2 separate regions of the Sus scrofa genome follow, and region 2 is linked to region 1. A link is a contact called in public Hi-C data. All regions are on one chromosome and are shown on one strand. Each heading gives the region's core, a stretch centred on a gene start, on an enhancer-like site or on the middle of the called end of the contact. The rest is flanking DNA. Distances are from core to core; before and after follow the strand shown.

Evidence for each region. Hi-C and Micro-C count contacts between places; a contact is called where the count stands out from the background.
Region 2: a contact with region 1 is called in a Hi-C map of liver, with 5 times the contacts expected there. The contact joins the promoter of ELMO2 here to the promoter of DBNDD2 in region 1. A contact is called at or near these places in 2 of 47 Hi-C or Micro-C datasets (heart right ventricle and liver).

Annotation. Positions count from the first base shown.
Region 1 is chr17:47,684,292-47,691,482 of Sscrofa11.1, forward strand. DBNDD2 (dysbindin (dystrobrevin binding protein 1) domain containing 2) reads left to right here and starts at 1,929. Exons shown (of 6, transcript NM_001243672.1): 1 at 1,929-2,093; 2 at 2,312-2,556; 3 at 5,466-5,533. It overlaps SYS1 (protein SYS1 homolog), which reads left to right and starts at 1,893. Exons shown (of 4, transcript XM_005672967.3): 1 at 1,893-2,093; 2 at 2,312-2,556; 3 at 5,466-5,533; 4 at 6,673-7,191. The coding sequence starts at 2,395. The coding sequence ends at 6,913. It also overlaps the pseudogene LOC106506694.
Region 2 is chr17:48,562,900-48,569,779 of Sscrofa11.1, forward strand. It overlaps ELMO2 (engulfment and cell motility protein 2), which reads right to left and starts at 4,763. Exons shown (of 21, transcript XM_021078300.1): 1 at 4,678-4,763.

The DNA of each region.
Region 1 (7,191 bases), core at 679-3,178:
TTAAGGATCCGGCATTGCCGTGAGCTGTGGTGTAGGTCGCAGGCACGGCTTGGTTCCCGCTTTGCTGTGGCTCTGGCGTAAGCCAGTGGCTATAGCTCCGATTAGACCCCTAGCCTGGGAACCTCCATGTGCGTCAGGAGCGGCCCTAGAAAAGGCAAAAAGATAAAAAGACAAAAAAAAAAAAAAAAAAAAAAAAAAAAAAGTAGGGAATATCTACCTTCCCGGATTGTGAGAAATAAATAAGATCATGTAGATACTTAACAAACATGATATTTTCGCAGAAACATTAAATCATCTGAGTCATCCATGAACCAGAGAGATTTGCTGAGCTCAACTGAGGGGCCTAAAAGAACAGTTGAGCTGGAAAGCACCTCATGTCTTTGGGCTTTAATGACTTGCAAACTGGAGTCCAAGGGAACTGTTTACAACATTTCCAAATAATAAGCGAAATCACATCCTCTTTTTTTTTTTTTTTTAAGGGCCGCACCTGCGGCATATGGAAGTTCCCAGGCTGGGAGTCAAACTGGACCTGTAGCTGCTGGCCTACACCACAGCCACAGCAACGCCAGATCAGAGCCATGTCTGTGACCTACGCCTCAGCTTGTGGCAATGCCCCTGGCTCCTTAACCCATTCAGCAAGGCCAAGGACCAAGCTTGTGTCCTCATGGCTAGTAGTCGGATTTGTCACTGCTGAGCCATGATGGGAATCCTGACTTACTCTTGATAGAGTATCAAGGTTCTTTACTTTTGTCTGAAATTGTATCAGCTCAAGGTGCTATCATGCTTATCACATGCTGTTCAGAAATTCTGATGTGCAAGTGACATGGGTCTTTGATAAAGTTGTTTTAACTGGGAAGTAATTAAAGGAGAGTAGATTAAATGATGTAAAACATTAATCTTGTCTAACTTTACGTTTCAGAAACAGGGAAGCTGAGGTTTAAAGAAGGAAGTGTACTAGTCACACAACTAGTACAGCAGGCTCTAAAACCTGGATTTTTTTTTTTCCTGGAACCAGTTACTTCCCTTCTTTCCATTCCGGAAAAGGAAAACCTAGGATCAATGAAATTGAGGGGTTTTGGTCCGCTGAGGCAGGAATGAAATGATTCATCAATTTGCTGTTGCCCTTTCTCTATTCTTGACTCATTCAGCAAATATTTACTGACTGTCCACACTATTTAGACTCAGAAGAGAAGTCATGGTGAGCAAGACATGCTCACAGTCAGGGTGGCAGGCAGAATGTGGATATGCTTCTAGGTATGAATTCAGAACCTCTGCTTCCTCCCCCTTAATAAATACATATGGATATATAAATATAAATGGATACATTATAAAACACCCAGTACTTTGCCTTCTAACACAGTGAGTTTGTCTGAGAGCAGAGCTGTTTCATTTGAAAGTGTCCAAATCTTCCTAACCACTCTATAGGCCCGAAATCAATGCTGTGGTGTTGGGCACAGCTGAATTCTAATTTTGATTGCCACTGTCTTTGAGACAGTATGTTGCTTTCCTTCTCTGACCCTTAGTTTTATCTAAGGAAACAGGGGCGAAATCATGTGTGGAATTGCTGGCAGGTTCATTTTAAGTCACCCCGGACTTTAGGCGAAAGAAAACGCTGGGAATCTAGGTTGAAAACAGAGTCGACGTAATCAATCCCTTAATTCCCAGACTTTCCCTCGCCCACGGCCACCCCTCTATCTTCCACCCCAGCTACCCTACTTTCCCCAAGATCCCCCTCTAGAGGGCACGCAAGCTCCACCGCGCTCACGCCTCACTTCCGTTCGCCTTCATTCTTTATTGTGCGCATGTGCATACTTCGGTTCGGGGCCGCCCTAAAACCCGCCCCCACCCCTGCTTTAGGGGGCTCCGCCGAAGACTGCACCCCTACGCCTGCGCAATCTCAGCCCCGCCCCCTACGCTGTTCCCGGAAACGCTTCCTTCCTACGTATCCGCTGCTGCCTCGGCCGCCGCTGGAGCTTTGCCTCTCTAGGCCTGTAGGGACTCTTCTCCATGGTTCTGCCTGTCAGCACTGCTTCGGGGGCCAGCCGGTGAGACTGGGCCGCACTCGGACGCTTTGATTCTCGAGTCCGACACTGGTGAGTGAACTTCAGAGAAGCTCGAGGACGGGCGGGGCTCGAGCAGCCGTAACGGGCAGGACTTCCCCTCAGTTCGGTAATGGGTCTGTCCGTCCTGCCCTCCCCCCCATTCCGGGAATGGGCTCGCCCCCTCCGTCCCAGCCCCTCCTCCTGGGCGGGGCGATGTTGCCATGGTGACGGCCGGCTGGCTGAGGCCCGGCGTGTGTGTGTCCTCGCAGGTGCCGGGGCTGCCCGGGGCCCATGGCGCGGCGGCGGCGGCGCTGACCCAGGCCCGGGCGGCAGCAGTGCCCCGCGAGCCGGCATGGCGGGCCAGTTCCGCAGCTACGTGTGGGACCCGTTGCTGATCCTGTCACAGATCGTCCTCATGCAGACTGTCTATTACGGCTCGCTAGGCCTGTGGCTGGCGCTGGTGGACGGGCTGGTGCGCAGCAGCCCCTCGCTGGACCAGATGTTCGACGCCGAGGTAGGGTCCCTGGGCCGACGCGGGCGGGGTCTCGGCTTCACGAGGTGGTCTGTCACTAATGGCTGTAGACCTCACTGGGCTACCTTCTCACTTTGTGGCTCTGGGAAAGGGATATCACTTTCCGAACCTCGGCTGCCCCATCCGTAAAATGGAATGACTCATAACGGGAAGGCAGACTGGTACAAAGGAAAGGCCCTGGGTGTTAGAATAAACAGACCTGCGTTCCAGGCAGTCTGATACATCTCCTTGCTGACACTGAGAAAGTGACTTCACTTCTCTGAGCCCTAGATTTCCAGGTATCAAACTGGGGAGGGAGGAATGGATAAAAGATCATTCACGGAGGTAGAGTGGGAACTACCTGGGCTTTGGAGTCAGGACTCTGTTTAACTCCCATGTATTAGCCATGTGACCTTGGGAAAGTATCCTCACCTCTCTGAACTTCAGTTTTCCTGTCTGCAAAATCATAAAATCAGTATCAGAAAGGTGGCAGACTGCAGAGAGCCTGTACTTTGGATTCAGAAAAGCTTAGGGTCCAGTCTAGACCCCAGCATTCTAACTGTGGGACTTGGGCAAGTTATTTCACCTTTCTAAACTTATTTCCTCTTTGGACTACAGTAATCCTCAACAAAATGTTTTGAGGCCCAGAGGGTGCTTTAGGGAGTTCCCGTTGTGGGTTACGAACCCAGCTAGTATCTACGAGGATGCAGGTTTGATCCCTGGCCTTGCTCAGTGGACTAAGGATCCGGCATTGCCGTGAGCTGTGGTGTAGGTTACAGATGTGGCTGGGATCCTGTGTTGCTGTTGCTGTAGCTGTGGTGCAGGCCGGCAGCTGCAGCTCCCATTCTACCCCTAGCCTGGGAATTTCCATATGCTGCAAGTGCAGCACTAAAAACCAAAAAGAAAAAAAAGTGGTTTATAAAATATAAGCTGAAATAAAAATCATTAAAATTTTTTTAAAAAAAGAAAAAAAAACAACTATAATTAAAAAATAAAAATCATTAAAATAAATAAATAACATGTAAGCTGAAGGGTGTTTGCTTCTGAGAGGCAGCTGTGGTATATGGTAATAAGCACAGTTCTTGGAACCAGGACTTTCTTCCCGATGCCTATTCTCTGTGTGGCCCTTGTGCAAGTTATTATGCAAAAGGGAGATAAGGGCATTCCCGTCATGGCTCAGTGGTTAATGAATCCAACTAGGAACCATGAGGTTGCGGGTTCAATCCCTGGCCTTGCTCAATGGGTTAAGGATCTGGCGTTGCCGTGAGCTGTGGTGTAGTTTGCAGACGTGGCTCGGATCCAGTGTTGCTGTGGCTCTGGCGTAGGCTGGCAGCTACAGCTCCGACTGGACCCCCAGCCTGGGAACCTCCATGTGCCATGGGATCAGCCCTAGAAAAGACAAAAAGACAAAAAAAAAAAAAAAAAAAGATATAAGAATAACAATAATAATAGCTTTATGAGATTGTTGTGAAATATGATTATGAACGTGAAAGGCCTTTACAGGCTGAAAGTGTGCAGACATCTGATATTCGATAGTATTGTTTCAAAAATGGTGGAGGTTACACACACCCACCAGGTGCCTAGTAGTCCCTTCTTAGGAGCCTCTGTCCTAGGAAGGACATGTGGGGATCTGGGGCTTTGTTGACAAGCCGTCTCATGCACCCTACCTAAATTCTAGACTGGAGTTGACAAACCTTTCTTTTTTTTTTTTTTTTTTGAGGGGGGCAAGTTGATCCACTTTTAATACTGAGTCAGAAGAAAAATCTGGTCTTGCCCCAAACCAATGATTTGGGTTAACATGTTCCAGAATTTTAAGTAAACAGTTGCTGCAGCTGGCTGAAGGTAGCCCCAGGTCCATCCACCAGGAAGTACTGTCGTTTATCTGCAGTGCCACCCACCTCCAGGGGGCTATCAGCTTGGGGTCTGCTCTGTAATTATTTCAGAACTCCATGTTGCTTCAGGCGAGTCAGCAGCTCCCTTCCCTCTCATGCATGCGCACTAGATGAGTGCATCCATCGGTGCCCTCTTTACCCATGAAGACCTGAGGTACCATTCTGGCTCCGTGAGCTGTTGCAGATATCAAATCTTGAATCTCTTCGGTGTCACTGGTGGCTGTGATATCAACTAATTCCAAAAGCCCTTCTTTGAAGGACAATTGGCTGAGGAGCTTCTGCAGTAGGCCCGGTGGGCTGCATGGACACCACCACCTTCCCAGGCTGGATTTTGCTGCTCACAAATGTTTGAGCTATGCTGACAGGCAGCTGCCTCCTGGGAGGAAACCTCAATTGCTGGTATTGCTCGGGTGTCAACAAACCTTTTCTTAAAGGGCGAGATTGTAAAAATTTAATTTAACTTTATTTTGACTCTGCCTGCACATGCAGAAGTTCCCAGGCCAGGAATTGAACCCCTGCCGCAGAAGTGACAACACCAGATCCTTAACCCTCTAGGCCACCAGGGAGCTCTGAGATGGTAAAGATTTTAGGTCACAACTGCTCAACTCTGCCCTTAGCACAAAAGCAGCCATAGACAATAATAAATGTATAGGTGTGGCTGCGTTTCAATAAAACTTTATTTACAATGAGTGCCTGGTCCCTGGGGCCATAGTTTACTGAACCCTGTGGTAGACCTCACTCCTTGCTGTTTACTGACCATATCACTTTGGGTGAGTTACCTAACTTCTCTGAACTTTTATTCCTCCATTGTAAAATGAGAATAACGATCCCTTCAGGCTGCTCTGAGGGGTCAGATGACGTACAGTGATACATGTCTGAATGCACCTTGTTGGAAATAGCGCTGTAAAGATGAAGGGGCATATTGGCTTCTGTGGCCCTTAGGAGGGCTTCTGGGGTCCTGGAGCCTGGGGTGCTCCTAGTTCCCCTCTCCAACATGTTTCCTTTGTGATTCCCCCTCAGATCCTGGGCTTTTCCACCCCTCCAGGCCGGCTCTCCACCATGTCCTTCGTCCTCAACGCCCCCACCTGGTGAGTATCACCGGTTTTGCCATCCAGCGCTGGAACTAACTTCCTGAATTCGGGCATGAAACGGGCTGGCACTTGTTCCTGGGGAGTGGTGAACTAAAGTGGGTGGCCGAGGCCAGTTCTGGAACCGGCTCCGTCATAGGGCTTCTTCCATCGCTGTTTTGACTTAGCCGGAAAGCTCTCAGTTCTCTCTGTGCATGCGGCCTTGGCACGGCTTCCATCTCAAATCACTTCCCTGGTGTGGAATGAGGTGAGGGGAGGATTGGCCCGGGAGTCAGGAGATCTGGGTTCTATTCCTGGCCTCTGTGCCATTGGCCAAGTTCCTTCCCTTCTTTCTGGGCCTCGGGTTCTCAGCTGTACCTGCAGGGCTTTGACCGAGGGGCAGTTTAAGGCAGTGATTAAGAGCTTAGGCTCTGGAGGCCAACTCACTTGGCTTTGAATCTCAGCTTTGGTTTAGTGACTGCAGACAGGTTAATCTGTCTCTGCCACAGTTTCCTCATCAGTAAAATGAGGCCAGTGATGTTGCCCACCTCATAGTGGGAATTACATGAGGTAATTCACAGGCGGTACTTCGAACAGTGCCTTGTGTTCCTGTTCTTGACCTTACAGCGGTTGAAAACCGGTGGGGGGAACTTGGACCTGAACTTGGCTCCCAGATATGTTCCGTTTGGTTTACACAGTTGTGAGCCCATGCAGGGTATTTAAGATTTTTTCACTTAGTTGAAAATCAGGATATTTTCTGTTAAAAATCCAGATTTCTGGCTTCTCTTAAAAAAATGGAATGACTCGCTGATTCCAGGTCTGCCTTCTAGAATGATGACTTGCCTAGCTGCAGGCCCCCCTCTGGACGGAACATGTATGCCTCGTGGCGCCACAGTCCCCACCGATCTCTCGGACCCCCTCAAGTGACAGTTGCCTTTGCCATCAAGCTCGTACTTTTGTTTTCCTTCTCCCCAGCCTGATCCGCTCTCAGCATTCCCTGCCAGGTTCCTCTAGGCATCAAACAATGTAACCCTTGCCTCCTACTTATCTCGCTCGCTTCTGACCACTATGCTGCCATTCTAATTGCCCCATGTCCCCAAATAACCTCACCTAAGGCCAGGACAACTCAGTGACAACTCACTGCTGTCCTCTCCCCACAGTGCCCTGGGCTTGCTGTACTTCATCCGGCGAGGGAAGCAGTGTCTGGATTTCACTGTCACTGTCCATTTCTTTCACCTCCTGGGCTGCTGGTTCTACAGCTCCCGTTTCCCCTCGGCGCTGACCTGGTGGCTGGTCCAGGCCGTGTGCATTGCGCTCATGGCTGTCATCGGGGAGTACCTGTGCATGCGGTCGGAGCTCAAGGAGATCCCCCTCAACTCGGCCCCTAAGTCCAATGTCTAGAGTTGGGTCCTTTGGACACCCCGTTGGGCACTTGACACCCCCGCCCCCAACACCTGGGGCTGCTCAGACCGTCCAGATGAGGTCCAGCCCAGGCCTGAGAGGAACCCTGGAAATGTGAAGTCTCTGTTGGTGTGGGAGAACGAGGCCGCATCAAGAAGGCAGGTAGCAGGCAGGGTCACAGTGCAAGAATGGCCGCCGTCTACTGAAGCCCTGGTATCTGGGAGGTCGGCGTGGGGACCTCTTTCAGGGCAATAACAGAATCGGAACCATGTCACTCT
Region 2 (6,880 bases), core at 3,513-6,012, 880 kb after region 1:
GCTTGCCTCAGTTTTTGGAAATGAAACAGAAACTGAAGTAGTAAATACAGATGAATGAGAAGAAACTGTCTGCCTTCATGGGGCTGCCATGGTTGCAGCGGGGAGGGAGGGAGGGAGCGTGCTGAGCTGAGAGGCCCTGCGTTAGGACTGAAATCCCAGGCTGGTGACCCGACGCCTTCAATACCAACCACAACAACACAGCACTGTTCTTGCTGGAAAGTCAGGCCAAGCCTCTTGTTTTATAATAAGCGAAAGGAGGTCCAGGGAAGCTGGCCAGGCTACACCACCAGTCAGGCACAAAAGAAGGCGTAACCCCCCTCTTCTGGGTCAGCCCTCCCCCTGCAGCACAGGAAACCTGACTGCCCAGCTCTGCCCCCAGCACGAGCCTCTCTGACCTTAGGTCCTGATCTACATGAGGAGATTGGACTAGACGTTTGTGAAGCTCTTCCAACCTTGACCTTCTAGCGAGGCAGAGTAACAATGAGGTTAGGAGCTTGTGTTCTGCTGGGGGACAGGCCTGGATTTGGCTCCAGCTCTACGAATTTCCATTTCCTTATCTACAAAAGAGGGCTCGAATCAATATCACTCTATAAAGTTACTGTGAACACATGGGGTGGGATAATATACGTAAATCTTTTAACTTAATACCTGACACAGAGGAAGCAGCATTCCAACAGTGTGAACTTGAAGAAGTTGCAAAAACACTGTAGCCCTGTTTCCCCGGCATAAAAAAGCCCAATTTGCCAGGTTTTAGTATTCTGATGACAAAATGAGAGAATACCTGTGAAGGTAATTGGGGAAGAAAATCAACATACAATTATTATTATTATTACTTTTCTCCTAGAAGAAGCTTGGAGAGTTTCATAGTCAGTTCCAAAGCAGCGGCCGTACAATGCCTGGCACATAACAGGTGCTCAACAAATCTTTCCTAGTGACTCAGTTCAAACCAGTATGTCTGGATGCAACTAGAGATCATCATACTAAGTGAAGTAAATCAGAAATAGAAAGACAAAAAACATATGATATCACTTACATGTGGAATCTAAAATATAGCACAAATGAATCTATCTACAAAACAGAAACAGACCCCGAACAAGAAAAGACTTGCGGAGTTCCCGTCGTGGCGCAGTGGTCAATGAATCCGACTGGGAACCATGAGGTTGCGGGTTCGGTCCCTGCCCTTGCTCAGTGGGTTAATGATCTGGCGTTGCCATGAGCTGTGGTGTGGGGTGCAGACGCGGCTCAGGTCCCGTGTTGCTGTGGCTCTGGCGTAGGCCGGTGGCTACAGCTCTGATTCGACCCCTAGCCTGGGAACCTCCATATGCCTCGGGAGTGGCCCAAGAAATGGCAAAAAGACAAAAAAAAAAAAAAAAAAGACTTGCGGTTGCCAAAGGGGAGGCGGAAGGGAGAGGGATGGACTGGGACTTTGGGGGTAGCAGATGCAAACTAATTCAGTTAGAATGGGTACACAACATGGTCCTACTGTATAGCACAGGAAACCATATCCAACCTCCTGGAATAAACCATAATGGAAAGGAATATTTAAAAAAGGAAAAGAAAAAAAGAATGCATGTATGTGTATAACTAAGCCACTTTACTGTAGAAGAGACATTAGCACAACGTTGTAAATCAACTATGCTTTAACAAAAAAGAAAAAACAGTCTAATGGGTTTACAAACTCTGATGCTTAAGCAGCCAGACAGGTAAGTGAAAAAGCCAAGCAGCATCTATGTGGGAATTGCAGCAAGTTGCAAAGTGTCCCGTCCCCCCACCCACCCAGCACTTTGGAACACACCATGCAGCCTCTGCACACACTGCTTCCGGTTCTTCATTTTATCAGCCTGGTGCCCTGAACCTCATTTAACCTCATCACTTTGTGACCTGGTCTTGTCTTTCCAAGTACACAGTTAGCATTCAGAGGATGAGGGCCGGGAGTTACACTCCTCAGTCACCCTAAATGGCCTGGAACAGTGCTGGCCTCACTGTGGTGAGGATTTCACTCAACGAGCAATTGTTGCACAGAAAGGCCAGACTGTTAACTCAGGCCTTGTATGCCTAGCACCTTTGAGATGCTGCAGGCTGTGTATATTTTTCTACCCAGGACTAGAGTAGGGTTGGTACGGACTAGGCTGAGTTGGTGGGGACTGTGCTGAGCTATGGTGACTGCATCAAGAAACATTTGCCTTGCAGGTTTTTCCTTCCACTGCACCAAATACATATGTTCCTGAGCCCCTAGGCAGGTGGTACCAATGCATACAGACACACTGTCTCTGTATGGAACAAGACAGAATATTCAACATACTCGCAGGTGCCACTGTTTTCAAGAAGTTTAGCCCCATTTCTTGCACCACCAAAAGTTCCTGGCACCTCCTGGAGGCAGCAGAGGGTAACAGATGAATAGATGGGGGTCCTGGTCTTCAACTTGCCTCCTCCACTCACGAACTTTAGGAGGACCGCTGGCAGGCAGCGTAACGTTCAGAAGCTTCATGATGTACATCAGTAAAATGTAGACAACACTAATTACCTCAAAAGGCTTAAGGTGATTAAATGTCACCGGTATATAAAACTTCTAGCATTGCACACCCCCACATGTGGCTACTGAGCACTTGAAATATGGTTACCACAAGCTGAGATGGACTCTAAGAGTAAAACTCCTACCAGATTTCAAAGATTTAGTACACACACACAAATGTGGAATATCTCATTAGTATTTTTATATTGACTACATGTCAAAATAATATTATTTGGGAGTCTATTAGGTTAAGTAAAGTATATTACAAAAAGTAATTTCACCTGTTTTTTACTTTTTTAATGTGGCTACTAAAAAAAAAAAACCATTTTAAAATAACTAATTTTCTTTTCCTTTTTTTGTCTGCCCTAACACATATGGAGTTCCCAGGCTAGGGATGAGATCCTAGCCGCAGTTATGACCTGTGCTGCAGCAGCACGGGATCTTTAACCCACTGTGCCAGGCTGGGGATTGAACCCGTGTCCCAGCGTTCCAGGGACACCACCGATCCCATTGCACCACAGCAGGAACTCCTAATAATTTTTAAATTACACGTATTGATTGTATTTCTATTGGTCACCAATGGTCTAGCGCAGAGCCTAGCACGCTTTTTTTTTTTTTTTTTTTTTTTTTGCTTTTCAGGGCAGTATATGGAAGTTCCAGGCTAGGGGTCAAATTGGAGCTGTAACTGCTGGCCTATGCCACAACCACTGCAACGCAGGATCCGAGCTGAGTATACGAGCTGAGTATATGACCTACACCACAGCTCATGGCAACACTGGATCCTTAACCCACTGAACAAGGCCAGGGATCAAACCTGAATCCTCATGGATCCTAGCTGGACTCTTTATAACGGCTAAGCCACAAAGGGAACTCCCTGACACACTTTTTGTGTAGGACCTCAGGGACATGACTCACACGAACACCCTGTTCCTCCTGCCAAAGCCAAGTTTTCCATTCATTTATTTAAAACATATTTACAGTGCCTGGCCCTGTGCAAGATGCTGGAAATACAAGAAGCAAAAGCAGATACTACCTTTTTCCCTGTGAACCTTATTATCTGGTGGAAATAGACAAGCCTATTTTCAGCCATTCAAGGGTTGTGAAGGAGAAGTATACAGGGTGATGAAAGTGGGGAATTCATTTGGTGAGGGAGTCGGGCGCCAGGGATGCCTCCTGAGGAAGTGATACTTGAGTGGAGATTTGAAAGATAAAGAGGAATTTACTGGAGTAAGCCAGGCAGGGAAGATATGCCCCGGAGTAGGAAGACCAAGGGTGAAGACCCTGAGTAGGGCTGGGGCTTGGTATGTAGAAGGAACACGAAAAGGTGAGGAGAGTATTGAGCAAGAGGGGTTGGTAGACTGAGACCAGGGAGGAGAGGTCGGTGGGTTCCCCTCTCCAAGGCTTGGGAGAGGATCCGGGGCTGGCCCTGCAAGAGGTGGAAGAGGCGTAGTTGTAAGCAGCGGAGCGTCCGGATCCGAGCCCTCCGGCCAAGGGGCAAGGCCCTTGCGGATCGGCCAGAGGGCATGTGGGCAGATCTGGTTAAGACGCGGCATCGGTCCGGGTAAGAGGCGAAAGAGGGCTGAACTGACGAGCAAGCAGCGGAGATACAAGTAGACGGACTGGGGTCTACCGAGCCGGGCCGGATAGACCGGGCGGGGTGAAGAGCCTTGTCTATTGAAGGGGGTGGCGACATCGAGAGGATCTGGGCGTCTGGCGCCCGGGGCCACCCAGCCCCAAACACTCTCTGGGCGCCTATCAAGCCCCTTCCCATTCGGTCCCTCTCCCGTCTCCTCCCTCACCGTCTCGTCGCACTCCGCGTTCCACCCACCCACCCTCCTCCTCCCCTACCCCTCGACCCCTACCCGGTCCAGCCCCCGCCCCTCGAGGCCTGGCCTGCCCTCTTCCCCACCCGTAGACCCTTCCCTGTCGGGGACCCAGTGCCCCTCAGGTCCGGGGGACCTAGCTGGGCCGCGACCCCTCTGGGGCCTGTCGTACCGGCGCGGTGCAGCCCAGGCCCGCCCTCTCCAGCCCCTCGGTCCCCTGGGCAGAAGCAGGCCGCAGCTCTCCGCCCGCTTCCCGGCCCAGCCTCTCCTCCCTGCGTCCCTCAGGCCAGGCCCCGCTCCGAGGGCGGGAATGCCCGAGCCCCCGGCGCGCCCCTCACTCACCAGAACGCCAACCTAGGCCCAGCTCCCGCAACCGGGTCTCACCGCCGCCGCCGCTCCTCCAGCCTCCGCCCGCCCCACCTTCCCGGGACCCCGCCCCGCGCAGGCCGACCCGGGCTCCTATTGCTCCGCTTCGCCGTCACGCTGAACTCTCCTCCTTCAACTGGGTTGATTGCCTGTCACTCAAAGGAGGGCGGGCCCAGATGCTGAGGGGAAAAGCCGGCGATCCCCGCCCAGCTAGCGGAGGCCTCTTAAAGACATAGGCCTCCTCTGCCGCCCCAGGCTATGGGTTCTGGAGGAATGGGATTTCTCCTCAAATTCAAGAGGCATTACCAGCCCCCCACCCCACCCAAACTTTTCTTTTGGCACTGCCTGGGTTCCTTGTGATAAATCAGAGCTTTTGAGGGCTCAGCTGTCCTCTGGTGGCACTAAGCCCTGTGCCCGGCGGGCATGTAACGCACTCATCAGTGGGATAACTGTGGCTTGAAGAACTGAGTGGGAAGTGACAGTCATGTCAGAGGCTGTGAGCAGCCGCGGCTGCTCACCACCGAGTTGGAGCTAATTATACCGGCACCCAGGGCTGACCGTGGGCGCTGAGCAGAGGCAGAGGGGTACAGCTCAGCTGTACTGTTGGTAGGGACCCGTGGGAGGTGGTATTCGTCACTGCACCTGCAGATCGGAACAAGGCCAGGCACTGCGCCAGGGCCTCGCGCTCGCTCGTGCTATCTCCATTTACACTCACAGCAACTCTGATGTAGGTATTACGCTGATCCTCTGATGGCAGACTTAGTGATGGGCTGAGCAAGATGCCAGCCTGTGCCTGTTTGATTCTAAAGTTTATGCTTTAACCTTTTTTTGGTCTCACAGATCCTTACAACCACAATGGATGGTGGGTATTTTGTTGCCTCTTTTACCGACCCTCAGCTGGAGAGGCTAAATAAGGAAACTCTTACCCAGCAAAGAAACTAAATGACAGCTCCCATTTAGATGGTGCTTCTGTCAGGAAAGCATCAGAAAAGCAGTTTTACATATGTTGTTTCATTTGATCCTCAAAATATCTTCGAAGTGAAGATGATTCTTATTAGTCCTATTTTACTGGTGAATACAGTGATGCTCAGGGAGGGTGAGGTTTAGGAATAGATAACATTGCCACTGCCCTTGCAGAAGTCATCAGTTTATTTTCCATAAATGACCATTGGAAATACTTTTGGCCATACAACCTCTGTCAAAACTATTCAGCTGTGCTGTTATAGCCTGAAAGCAGCCACAGACTATATGTAAGCCAATGCGTGTGGCTGGATTCCAATGCAACTTTATTTACAAAAATAGGCAGTGGCCTGTGGCTATAATTTGTCCACTCTTAGTCTACAGGGCTGTGGATACAAAAGTGTTTAATAGACTTTTGCTTTGTGGGATTCTCACAGCAACCTTGTTATTATTCACACTTTGTTTTTCTTTGTACAGCCTCATCTGTGGCACATGGAAGCTCCTGGTCTAGGGGCTGAATCGGAGCTGCAGCTGCCACAGCCACAGCAACACTGGATTCCAGCCACATCTGCAACTTACACTGGATCCTCGACCCACTGAGTGAGACCTGGGATCTAAGCTGCATCCTCACAGAGACAATGTTGAGTTCTTAACCTGCTGAGCCACAGTAGGAACTTCTAGTCATACTTTAAAATTTTTATTTTATTGTAAAACAAGGAATTTTACTTTACTGTTCAAAAAAATGTCTTTCTTTTCTTGCCTGTGCCCATGGCATATGAAAATTCCAGGGCCAGGGATTGAACTGGTGGCACAGCAGCAACCTGAATCACTACAGTGATAACTCGGGATCTTTAACCCACTGCGCCACCAGGAGAACTCCCATACTTTTAAAAATTATTATTAAGGTATTATTGTTGCTGATGATCATCCTCATCCTTTTACAAAGGAGGAGTCAAAAGCTTGCAAAGCTTAGGCTTTTTACTCGAGGTCAATTCAGGAACTTGAACTCAGGTCCAGCTTTCCTCACTCCCAATTTCATCTTCTGTCTACAAAAGTGGATTATGGGAAGGCATGAGCATTCCACCTTGGTCTAGCAGATCTTTTTCTTGCCCCATTGCAAGATAACAGGCCAAGTTCATTTTACCTTTCCCAGGCTCCAGTGGTAACTCCTGTAGTTCCCCTTTTTGGGAACGTTCTCCCACTCCTTCCTGCCTTCCCA